3 separate regions of the Zea mays genome follow, and regions 2 and 3 are each linked to region 1. A link is a contact called in public Hi-C data. All regions are on one chromosome and are shown on one strand. Each heading gives the region's core, a stretch centred on a gene start, on an enhancer-like site or on the middle of the called end of the contact. The rest is flanking DNA. Distances are from core to core; before and after follow the strand shown.

The links. Hi-C and Micro-C count contacts between places; a contact is called where the count stands out from the background.
Region 2: a contact with region 1 is called in a Hi-C map of leaf, with 4 times the contacts expected there. The contact joins the promoter of LOC103636036 here to the promoter of LOC100273691 in region 1.
Region 3: a Hi-C map of leaf shows a contact between it and region 1, with 7 times the contacts expected there. The contact joins the promoter of LOC100274000 here to the promoter of LOC100273691 in region 1. A contact is called at or near these places in 11 of 25 Hi-C or Micro-C datasets (bundle sheath, ear, endosperm and 5 more) and 1 of 3 datasets of contacts at active chromatin or transcription factors (seedling).

The regions. Positions count from the first base shown.
Region 1 is chr8:143,926,505-143,930,546 of Zm-B73-REFERENCE-NAM-5.0, reverse strand. It overlaps LOC100273691 (putative ACR family protein), which reads right to left and starts at 1,744. Exons shown (of 10, transcript NM_001148103.1): 1 at 1,362-1,744; 2 at 1,201-1,262; 3 at 969-1,112; 4 at 642-752; 5 at 363-558. The coding sequence starts at 1,641.
Region 2 is chr8:143,755,847-143,759,881 of Zm-B73-REFERENCE-NAM-5.0, reverse strand. LOC103636036 (Protein QUIRKY) reads left to right here and starts at 2,692. Exons shown (of 1, transcript XM_008658396.4): 1 at 2,692-4,035.
Region 3 is chr8:144,133,060-144,137,705 of Zm-B73-REFERENCE-NAM-5.0, reverse strand. LOC100274000 (putative MYB-domain histone H1 family protein) reads right to left here and starts at 1,337. Exons shown (of 6, transcript NM_001148386.1): 1 at 870-1,337; 2 at 148-377. The coding sequence starts at 1,019.

The DNA of each region.
Region 1 (4,042 bases), core at 495-2,994:
ACCGCAGTTTTATAAACCAATACTGCTGCTCCTTTTCATACATGATGGCAGATTCAGAGATTCCATAAGCCAATAAAATAGGTGTGAGTGTCCGAGCATGTTTGAATACCTAGGATTTTTCATATTAACTATAGCTAGGGAATTGACTGACTCTGATTAAAGACCCTAAAAGTGTCACTAATCTCATTAGGAAAATTGTCTCGAAATTTTTGCCCAATATACATTAAGATGAATGGTGGTGTAAAAGTCAATTACACAAGTGTTTCTGATAATATCAACTTCTGTAGAGATCATTAATTCAAAACCAAAAGGTTGAAGGTGAAAGAACCAGTTAGAACTTAGAAATGAAAAGAGCCTCATACATCCTGAGGGAACCTGTTCGAGGGAGGCATGCCAACAAACAGGGGCTCCACAAATCTTGCTAACTGTTCTCTTGCCATCACCAACATGTTCATCTTCACATTTCAGAGTATTATACTGGATTTTTTGCAATGTAGGGCTGCACTCAACTAAGTTAATGCTCAGTGCCTTGGTGAAGTTAGCAAACTTGGCCGATCCCTGTTCAAATAAGACATCCACTAAGAAGTAAGAACAACACAGTGTAACTTAAATACATAACAGACGCTAGCAATAAAACACACCCTAAGTAAATCAGCCAAGAGTGTTCCTCGTCCTGGGCCAAGCTCAATCAGATTCACCTTCGCTGGCTTTCCCATTTGCTCCCAGAGGCACATTGCCCATACACCAATCATCTGTGCCAAATAAATTCAATAGCAGCACAATCGGTTCATGAATCTCATTAATGCCTTGTTAGTTTGAAAAAAAGAGAGCACATCTTATGGCTGCAACGCTATACTTGAAACCTAGAGTTCATTACTGGATCGTGATTAAATAACTAAATACAGCACAGTGCAATGTTCTTCACACTAGTGTTGACAAAGCAATTGATTAGTGAGCACCAGTTTTACCTCTCCAAACATCTGGCTGACCTCTGGCGAGGTGATGAAATCCCCTGATTCCCCAAACACGTCACGGTTGATGTAGAATCCTGACTGTGGGTTCGTCAGCACCTCCTCCATGTATTCAGCTATGCTGATTGGCCCACTCCGAAACTAACGCCACCACAATCACATCGAAATGGACAATTAACATTTCCCCAACGCGAGCAACAGTGATTAACATAGAAACAGAAGCTGGCACCTTTATGATGCTCTTGATGTGCTTGACGAGCTCGGATTCCGACGACGGCTCGTGCGAGTGCTCTGCCGCATTTTGACACAACAACACCTATTATCAGATAATCAGAAACCCGAAACCCAGACACCAGTGCTCGTGAAAGAGAAGAGGCGGACGGAGCGGACCTGTGGGGTTGTAGAGCCCGGAGCGGTCGACGGAGATGCTGAGCCGGGCACCTGCATCACCATTGGAGATCTCGGGGAGGTCTCTGTCCTCCGCATCCTCCTCGTGGCAGGCAGCTGAAGACGAAGAAGGCGGTGAAGAGGTAGTCGGGGCAGACAAGAAGCGGGCGCGGAGGAAGGGGGCGATGGGAGGAAGAAGGCGCCGGTGAGTCGTGTTTCCGCAGCCACCGCCCGAGATACGAGGGGCGAGGCGGCGGAGGAGGGCGGCGGAGCCACGAAGCATCTCGACGGAGAGAGAGAGAAGTGAATTTGTGAACGGAATGGGCAATGGGCCGGAGCGGGAAGAGACGGATGCGTGGACTTCACTCGGGCCAGTTCACGGTCGAATTGGTCTGGCTCAGGGAGAATTTGCATATCGAGAGGGTTTACAAATTCACAGATGCAGTAAAAAGGAAAATATACATCTTGCCTCTCTTAACTATTATAAAAATCAATCTTTTTTCTTCATTATAAAATTGGATGCAGCTTTTTTACTCATCTCTTAAAACCGGTAACATGATCCCATAACTGTTTCCCGCGATGCTTTTTCTTTTTTCTTTTATATTTGTTTTGACATAATATTTAAAAGTTATACTAAATTATATAAAATGATAAAATAAAAAAACTAATTTTTTAAAACTTCACTTGAGAATATTCACACATTGAACATATTATGTAGTGTGATACTATGATTTAGTACAAAACTAATGTTGTAGTTATAGATCTATATTTTTTAATTAATTTATAACGGTATGTTTTATGATCAAATTGTGATCAAAGTTTTATGGTAAGCTAATCATTGCATTCTTGAGTTGCATGAAAAAAATCATGCATTGTATCATGCATTACTGTTATTTACCTAGGCTATGCTTATTAAATAGTCATTAAACAATAAAAGTGTGTAAAATAGAAAATATACGTTCTCCATATATAATTTAAAGTAGACTAGAGGGGTGAATAGACTAAACCTGAAAATTATCATAACAAACTTCGAGATAATGCTAAATCTACAGTTCAACTGGTGCAGGTCAGTTCAACTGCTATAAAGACAAATTGAACTACTCGGAACCATTCCAACTGGTAGAATAAATCTAGACTATGAATTACGCGGAAATATAATATGGATCTCTTATAATGGAAAACACAAGGGATAAACTAAGTGTGGATGATGAGAAATACGGGAGTTAATTCACCACAAGATCCACACGGCGAATAAACCTACATGTCTATCTTACCAAATTAAAATCACAATCACATATCAAGCAAGAACACAAGACACAATATTTTATCCCGAGGTTCGGCCACACCACAAAGTTGCCCTACTCCCGTTGAGGAGCCACAAAAGGTCGAATCTTTTTCAACCCTAATCCTCCACAACCCGACCACCGAGGTCAAGGGATTCTTTTCTCAAACTTCCTCACAAGAGTGGTGAATACAAACTTATTGGGGTCGTCCACAAATTTGGAGACTCCCAAGCAACCTCAATCCGTCTAGAAATCCTAGGGTTTCAAGAACAACAATATCGCACAAGAGGTGTTTGCAACAATCTCAAGGGATGAGAATGAGAGGGGAGAGGAAAACCAAATCCGAAAGCACAAGCACAAACCTTACACCAAAGGGGCTCCTTCAATCGATTTGATTTGAGAGCTAGATCGGGTGTGAGAGGTAGAGAGGGAGTGCATTTGTTTCAAGTTAGGTGAGCAATAAGTGTGTAGGCGACCAATAGTTATGAGGAGAGAGATGTGAGGGGTATTTATAGACACTCCTCAAAAAGAGCTGTTGGGCTCAATTTTTTTGTGGAGGACCGGTTCAACCACTCTGGCTAACTGTTAGTCTGTCAGCCAGTCTGATTGGCAGACTGCTGGACAGACTGGTCAAATTGACCTAACGCCGATTGAACCGGCCCACAACCACCCTGGTGTCAGCTGACAGACAGTCTGCCAGGTCAGACTGGGTAGAAGACCTAGTGATCGGTTGAACTGTCCTGGGACCGGTTCAACTAGTTTTGATCAAAAAGTTTAGTAGAGAAACCCCAGTTCAAATTGTGGGCTACAATCTTTGTATGTCTCTTGAACTTTGTCTTGGCCAAGCAGATCAACTATCTTATTGATGGTCGATACTAGGTCACCGTCGGCTTCCATTGGGTATTCGTGATTTTTGGAAAAGTAAGACATGTATTTTAGGATGTAATAATGGTAACTTGTGCATATTGACAGAGTGTAATAAAAAAATTGGTCATACACCTTGGGTTTGATAGGTGAGTCGGGCAGCATAGGAACATGAGCTTGATCGATTTTGATAGAGATGTCTTCAGACATGCTGTGCATCTTATCACTGCAGTGATCAGTTGCATTAAGGTCATCTGTGTGCACCTCAAAATTTTCAGATTGCGTATTTGCTTCCGGCATCACATCATCAGCTGCACCCGTGTGCAGGTCATTGGGAATGTTGGCATCAGACTGGGTAGGTTGTTCTGCAAAATTCAAAAAAAAGGTGTTGCAAACTTATAGTCATTACTAGTTGAGTGCCCGTGCGTTGCTACGGTAGTAAAAAATTTGTATGAAACATATAAACGGACGGGCACTCACCTAGTATGAAATGATGTTAAGTAGTTATTAGCAATATGATTTACGATTTTACCAAAC
Region 2 (4,035 bases), core at 1,443-3,942, 170 kb after region 1:
AATCAGTGATTCATGCTGCTCCCTACCAAAACGTGCGTGGATTTGTGCACAAAACTCTGCCCACAACATGTAACGGAGGCGGCGTTCAACAGATTGAAGCCAACACGCCGCTCTGCCCACGAAATGCATAGTGGCGACCTTAATCCACATGTAAGGTTCGACCTCATACATTTCGAAATACTTTTCACAGCTAGACTTCCATAACTGAGAGTTATCGCCATCAAATTGGGGAAAATTGACGCGGGGCAAACTGCCATGACCCGAACGATAACCCTCCCGACCCGATTCATACTCATGAAAATGAACACTATCCACTAGAATTCCAAAGCGGGGAGGAAATGAATCTGGATGCGTACCCTTGACCGGGTCACGAGTTTGGGTCGGGATGCGACCAAACTCACGGTCCCGGTGATTATGGACTACGTGGTGGCCATCGGGCCCGTCGGCGGTGAAAAATCCAGCAGGCGCACGCGCTGTCGCCGACCTGGATGGATGCAGCAGACCCGGGTGGAAGGGATCGTGCTCCCTGGATTCACGTTCCATGAAGAGGTTGGCACGCCGGAGTTCCAGCGCCAGATTGTCGACGCGACGCTCCATCGTTGGCTTCCAAGCCGTGATCTCCGCCTGATCCATCTCCAGAGAGATCAACCGCGCCTCGGTTTTCTGCTCCGCAGCGTCGAAGCGGTGTTCGAGCTCACCACAACGACCCGCCATGGCATCCAGCAGTTGCGTCTTCATGTGCGACATTTCGTCGAGCACTTTCTGCATCGCCGCCTCCATGCCCGCCGTAGTGGTGGAACGCGGACGGCGACACGGAACGGGTGATAAATCCTCCAGGATTGCCTCATCTGATACCAGATGTGAACAACGGACGGGAACTGGGAAGGAACCAGGAAGGAGAAGAGAATCGCAAAGGAAGAGCATAGTAGTTGTAGCGAGGAAGAAGCTGGTTGTATTGTTATTCTCTAAATTGATGATATCCGTATCCACAATTCAGCGTATTCATATACTACTGTGTTTACAACTCAGAAGGCCCATCATCACACGGCCCACTGTGGCCCAATAAACTTCGGATTCGGACGCCGAGCACGCGCGCTTCTTCCCTTCACACTCGTCACCTGCTCCTCCACGTTCGTAGACGTTCCGGCCTCCACAACAAGCAAACCGAGAAGATGGGAAACCACCATTACCGGGATCGGTGAGAGGGGTAAGTTGGGCCGCCATCGACGACCCGCGCATACAAGGTCCCTCGAAGTCTAGAGGGCAGTCTTGGATGATCGTGTACGTCTACCAAAGCTAGCCAAGGCCTTCCCGGGCAAATTAATCCACCGGAGCGCTACCAATTTCTCGTCGTCACTCCACCTCCGCTGCGGAGCCACCGCACGCCATGGCCGAAGAACGGTGCAGCGTGATACATGGTAAGGATTACTCCTACGCCTTTACTAGTCTCATGGCATAGATTTGTGCTTGTCGGGGTAGATTTTGGGTGCTGATGGGCTACTCTGTGACCTCACCGGCGGCACTCGGCCGTGAATGCATGGGTGCGCGGTCACCTGGCGTCGGGAGAAAGGAAGATAACACATGAACCATCGATCTGTAAGCGAGCGGCTGGGGTTAGATCCCATGCACCAGCTCGGCATGAAGTTAGGAGATCCATCTGATCTAGATCGGAGGGGTGGGAATGGATTGTCCCTCATTAAATTTGCATCGTCGATCTTCAATCCTACGGCGAGGGTTCCGTACCAGTTCAGTGAAAGCCGATCTAATCTGGGCGATCAGATTTTGATCGGGCAGCTGGAATCACTACGGGTGTGTTTGGTTTGAGGATTAAAGTGATCCATTTTCTTCTCACTCCTCACATTTTTATTTAGTTTGTTGAATAGAATAGGTTGATCCATCACCACCTCATTCCTTATAAGCTAATAATTAGTATATACATGAGGAGTGAGTTGATTTCATCAAAATTGATGGAATGAATTTATGATGCATCACCTCATTGAGCATTGGGTGACTCCACAAACCAAACACACTATACGTCGTGTGGCAAGTTTGCTAAAGAGACCCCGAGAGTTGGTAAAACAACTGCCGTCCACACCAGTGAAGAGAGTATTAAATTTAGGTCCTAATATTTGCACCGAGCATCCTGTACTTATTGATAATCATACCCACCGTCCTGTTTTCAGAAAAAAGAAATAATAAACCGAGAAAACCCAGGGAAATCTATAATAATTTTTAAGCATAAAAACAATTCCTAAAAGCTTAGAAAATCCATAATTTATCCATTCTAACTCCGAATTTAGTGGTTCTCGAACATACGGTTTCATAACGAAGCGTAGAATATATTTGTGTGTTTTATTTTCATCTTTAGTGTAATGTTATTTTTACCTATTACATGTCTATATATATGTATTGCTGCACATAGAACCGAGGTGACGAGGAATCTGAATCCCAATTATTGGGAAAGCACCTGAGTACCTGAGATCACAAGTAAAAGATAAGTTGTGTTCTTGATCAGTTTCTTTGACCTAATAATGTTCATGATTCTTAATCATTGTGGCACTGTTAGGTTGAGCTGACGGGGTCTAATAGGTTACCTTGTTTACCCTACACCTTGTATACAAATAAATTGTTGGGTAGTCTTGGTATTGCTCTACCTGGTTTTGAGATTAATACTATATATGAATCATGATCCTGTTTATCATTATTGTTAATAGATTATTTATTGTTCATGATAAGATCACTTTGTTAATTGAAACATGGAGCGACCACCTGAAAAATATATTGCTACCACAAGGGTGACCACCTTATTATAGCCCTCTAGGACGTCATCCAGCCCGTCATCGGACAGAGACAGGGAGGACCAACGACATCTTGAAAACTGCAGCATGACCAAAGCCTGTCGCCGAGACATGGAAGGGGAGTCGGTCCACCTTCCACTTATAACCTACACAAAGGCAACGTAAATAGGTCTTACCTCAGGGAATCTGGATCGGTGGTCGTTGAAACCAAGATTGGGGGAGGAGAAGTAGATCTCGCCCCCGGCCACGACTTCTAGAGGGGGTAAGACGACAACGACGACGACGAACTACGATGGCGGCGATGGTTGTCGCGGTTGTAGGTCACAATCCACCACTTCTGCCCCCCACCGAAACACCACAGCCGCCTTCTCTTGTTGCTCCTCCGCGCCGGCGTCGTCCACCGGATCCGACTCCGCCTTCTTTCACCAACCGTGCTGTCGCCTTGCCTTCGGTCTCCTGAAGTCGTTGCTCGACTTCAACGCCAATGGAAGGGAGCAGGATGTTTCTCCGCGTGCGCGCGGGCGTTTCCGTTCGCGAGAAGCCACCGACTAGGGATGAATAGGGCTCCTCCTCGCCTGGTGTGAGAGAGAAGGGAACGTCACTAAGGGGGCGAGGAAGAGGAGGCGATGCAGGAGTAAGGTAATATTGTATCCCCTATAGAGGCTAGGGACATGAGGTGCGGACAGTCTTAGACCATCTGCACTACAGTGCGTGAAAACTCACGGTAAACTGATACAATGAATGGTAGCGTAAAAAAACTTGCACCGCTGCACGCTACATTTTCCTGTATAGCTATGTAGCTAGAGGTGACAATAGACTCTAAATTTTACACTATAAGATTTAAGGATCGGATCGAATTAGAATCGAACTCTATTTCTATTCATTTTTGAACTAAAATTTATTTAGGGTCATACCATTTTGTGAAGAAGCATTTGAATCGTGATCCATTTTCACCCCTATCTAGCTAAAGTAAAGCACTATGTACAGCGCACACAAAATCTTCATGTATCCATATCGGCTGCAGCAAAAGCCCTGTGTTATATAGAGAGAAAAAATAGTTAGGTTAGAATGTGTATTAGTTGATATAAAGGGAATATGGAGGGATATATGTACGAATGATTGTAATATAGAGTAAGAAATTTTGATGACTAAATTATGAATTGTGATATAGAGCAAGAATATAGAGTAATGTACACTGCGCTGCTGGTTCTGGGTCTGGGCGCAGCCGCGCACAGAA
Region 3 (4,646 bases), core at 88-2,587, 210 kb before region 1:
AATGTCAAATCAAATTATATCGATGATTTCTATCTAGTCCCACATAAAACACATTTCACCAAAAAGGAAGATGACGAACTGAAAAGGTAGGTTACTCATAAAGACAATAAGTAGTTTTGATAAAATATTTGCACCGAGTCTACTGACCTAGCAACTGACTTATCTGGACTTTCCTCAGTTGGCAAGGACTCGAAAGCCATTGCTAACGGTTCCACATCAATGGCTGTGTCATGAGCATCGTCCATATCCTTCACATCTACATCCATTGGCTCAGCAGTAAGCTTAGGCACCACACGTCTACCTTTCTTCAACGCCATCCTTGCCTTCTCTCTAGACCCATAACCTCCTGCGGTGACACTCAAGTTGCGCCACTTGTCCTGCACAAATAGACCATACCGAAGATTCATTTGTACTCATCGATACAGGCATTCAAAATGAACTTGGAAACTAAAAACATATTATGCCCAACTAAACAAATCATAGTTATGGTGAACAAGATCAACACATGGAAGTGACCTCTCTCTCAAGGAACCATCAATACCTAGCAGGTGAAAAAATCTACATGGAATAAAACAAAGGGGTGTGGAAGCTTTTTGGGCATCATGATGCTACGGCTAGAAGTTTCTGATATACCAGATTACTCTCGAGCCACCTCAAAACTCTATGCAATACCTACTACCGAGTACCGACCACCTAAAATACCGATCTAGAACCAAATAAGGAACACGTCAGGATGTACGGAGCGTGCAAAACCGCGATTTTCTTTCATTCAGTCTAACCGACTAAAAGGACTGGAGATTTCCTCCATACTCCCCTCAGCTGATCGCCAAAAACCCACCGCCCACCCTCCCTGGCGATCCGAGCGTCACCTTGAGGTCAACATTGGAGCGGAGGCGCAGGAGCGCGCTGAAGTCCGAGTCCCGGAGGATGGTGCGCCACTTGCCGGGCCCGTGCTTGGCGACGCCGGCCTTGAGAGCGGCCTCTTCCTCCGGCGTCCAGCGCTGCTTCGGCGCCCCCATCCACAGCAAATCGAGACCAAGGAACCCCACCAGAGGATCCAACCGCCTCAGGCGTGCGTTCGCGCGGCGTGAGAATTTCTTGATCAGGGGAGCACGCAGGGAGGCGGTTCGATTTCGATCGGGTCCGGAATTCCACACGGAATTCCGGTGCAGGATCCGGGGCGGGCGTGCCAGGGGGCGATCGGGGCGGGCGTGCCAGGGGGCGATCGAGGACACGGTAATCCTAAAGAGGGGCGGCGGCGAAGGTTCTAGGGCAGCGCAGTGGCGTGAGATGGAGAGGAACTGAGGAAGCCATTACCCATTAGGCTTGTTTTGTTGTTGGGTGGAGAGGTGGCGGAGGACTGGCGGTTACGAAGGCGAGGGGATTAATTGCCACAGGCCCGGGGGTGGCGTTCGAAGGAAGCCCTCTTTGATTCTTCGTCGTCGTCATCAAACATAAAAATAAATAAAATCAACATAAAAATAAATAAAATCAAAGAGGGTTGCCCTAGAGATGGCAACCAGGCAATGGGATTCTATCCCGATTCTCCATTTTACAGGAAAAAATATTTTCTCACATAGCACATAAATGGGACGGGAAATGGTGAAGCGATGTCTATCTTCTTCCAAACGGGAATTTGTTAAATTTGCACATGACGATATTCCGTATAATAATAAAAATAAATAATTATTTTGTTAGATTACTTATTGTATAAATGTGTTCATATTGATGTACATATAACAATGCGCATAAATGACAATGTTTTGCATTAATAATAAAGGATGTACGTCCTAATTGTAGTTTAAGTAGGGACGAGATCCTCGTCGGCGATTTATCCCTGCAGGGGAAGAAATGTACCCCGCAAGCATTCGTGGGGATCCCCGTGGAAAAAAATTCAACACCAGGACAGGTATGGAAGTTATTCCCCAACGAGGAATTCCATGTTGCCATCCCTAGGTTGGCCGCTGAGTGTGGTTGTGCCGCCATAGACTATCCACGGGTGACCCCTCCCCTACGATAGCCGCAACTGTACACCTTAAACATCGCAGCGCTCTGTCGGGGATATGATCCCCAGATCCTGGGGCCCATCGGCCAGCGAGCACACTGGGAAAGGGCCTCTGGCAACAGGGGCCCACTGGTCAGTCGAAAGAGACAAATAACGTCTACTCTGGAAGAATCCGCCCCCAAACGAACCTTGTGGCATCGAGCCCGAGGTCGGGTTTGGCGGAACCGGACAGGGGGGCGGTCGCGTCGAAGGGAAACCACTCGAGTGGATCCTGCGCCTGGCCCTAGACCAACCCATCATAAATGATCGGTCACATTAACTACAAGCCCCTCGGACCCTACCTACCACTCATGGCCTACAAACCCTCGGGGTGCAGAGCACTCATGATCTACAAGCCCTCGGACTGTGGTGCATTTATGGCCCGCACGTCCCTGGACGACGGTGCACTAATGACCTATCGGGACTAGGCCTAAGTGCGCAGGCCGCTGGCAGGGCGCAACACGATGAGCCGCGCCGAGCCCCAGGCTACGAAGGTCGAGGGTCGGCATAGCCCAAATGATAGCGCTCAGGCCCATGCCACCAGCGACGTTCGTAATAAAGAATACAGGATAGCCAAGCGATTGCAAGCATGTGTGGCTTTACCCCATGGTAAGAACCCTGGTTTTACCATCACCCGGTGGATCCTTCCAAAGGAATCCACCACGGGCCGACCCCCCGCTCCTTAGCTTATAAAGGGAGGAGGTCGGCCCCCAAGCGCAAAGGGGGACCCTGTTCTAGAGGAGCGCATGGAGGACACCCTTCTAGAGAGAGCACTTGAGGGTTCTTTCTCTCGGGTGGACGATGCAAGGACGGACCCTAGAGAAGACGACGCCCAGAAGACCGACGAATTAGAGGAGGACCTGGAGATCGAAGCCCTGCTGCCAAGCCAAGACCTAGCTAGGACTCCACCTTGTAACCACCTCCACCCCGAACAAGAGACTTGGGAGCCTCTCCTCCCTCTCTCGCCTTGCTTGTAACCCATACTACGAGCTTTGATCATCAATGGTGTCGATAGCGCAAGCCGCCGATGACTATATGTAGGGAGGTGCTGCCCAAACTAGTATAAATCTTGTGCACACCTCGCAAACCGTCCAGAGCATGGAATGCGCACAATAAATTTACTTTTCGGAGCGAGGTTTGAAAGACCGACAGTTGGCACGCCAGGTAGGGGACTTGCGCTTTCCGTGCCAAAGCTCTTCAAGCTCTGGATGGCCAGGCGTGACACCAATCGCATCCCCGAAGCCGTGATTCATTTCGAGAGCCTCCACCGCCGAGGAACCTTGGCGCGACCATGAGGGCCAGTGGCGGTCCCCGCGTTGACTACACCCTAGAGTGGCATCCGCTTCGGGAAGCTCGATTTCATCATCAACCGGGAGGGCGATGCGGTCAGGGTGGGCCTACCTGGCCTCCTCCGCTCGAGAGCCCCGACGCGGTCTCGGAGGCTCTGCGTGGACTCAGCCTCTCCATGCGCGAGAGGCACAGGTCGGCCCTGCCTCCCGAGGCTGACAAAATAATATGATAGATCGTGATCCATGTGGGACCAAACCCCTCATATGATGATATGTTGGCCTTATTCACATCCTACGATATGTTGTGTCATGGATATGCAAATTTATAACAAGAAGATAGTAAGTTGTGTCTTGAATACAATTTTCCTTCATGAAGCCTATTAACTACCAAGACTTTTAGCTAGATAATATTTTAGGATTAGTTCAACTAATCTTCTTGGGCTACCAAATTATAGCAAAGTGATGATTTTCATGTTCTACTTACAAAACTACTCCTAGACTCCCTAGGTATTAAAGGGTTTAATTCTTTGGGCTTATTATTGGTTTCCTAGTCAAACAGTGTTCAAATAAGTTCAAACTTTACTCAAGGTTCAAAACAAACATTTTAAGTCTACCCAAAAAGTTTTAGGATTTTTGGGATTATTAAAATATTTCTAAAATTCTAAGAAGCTATGCTCAAGTACCTTACGCTATACATTTTATAATTTGAATTAAAAATCTTAGAAGTATTTTTATTAAATACTACATATTTCTTGGAGTCTAGTAAAATTGGTCCATGTTTTAATCATTTTTCTACTATTTTTTATGTATTTCACAAGTTACCAGGAAAAGGAAAAGAGAAAATAATGAACAGGATTGGGCTGAATCTAGCCCAAACCGGTCCACGAACAGGGAAACACGCTTGTGCCTGCGCCAGCGCTGACGATTTTGCGCAAAGATCCTAGATGTTTTAAACAACCAATAAAGAGTCTGTGGCACTGTTCCAATGTGTCACTGACAACTTCACATAAGCCTTCCCCTTCTCTGGTCTTTACAACTCCGGGTCCCCGACCATGTGCCGGTCAAGCACCTGGCCAGAGCCGTGCATTCTCGTCGCCGGTGACCCTCCCTAGCAGGAGAAAGTACACGGACATCGTCCCAGAGGCTACCTGAGCACTTCTCTTAAGTTAATTTGAATAATCCAACCCTAATTCATGTGTGCCCATGACAATAGCAGAATCCGAGCTCCGGCGAATTTGGACTACACAAGCCGGTAGAGTTCAATCAAACGACCCGGAAGGGATCAGTGACTCACTAGAACTATGGTGATCATG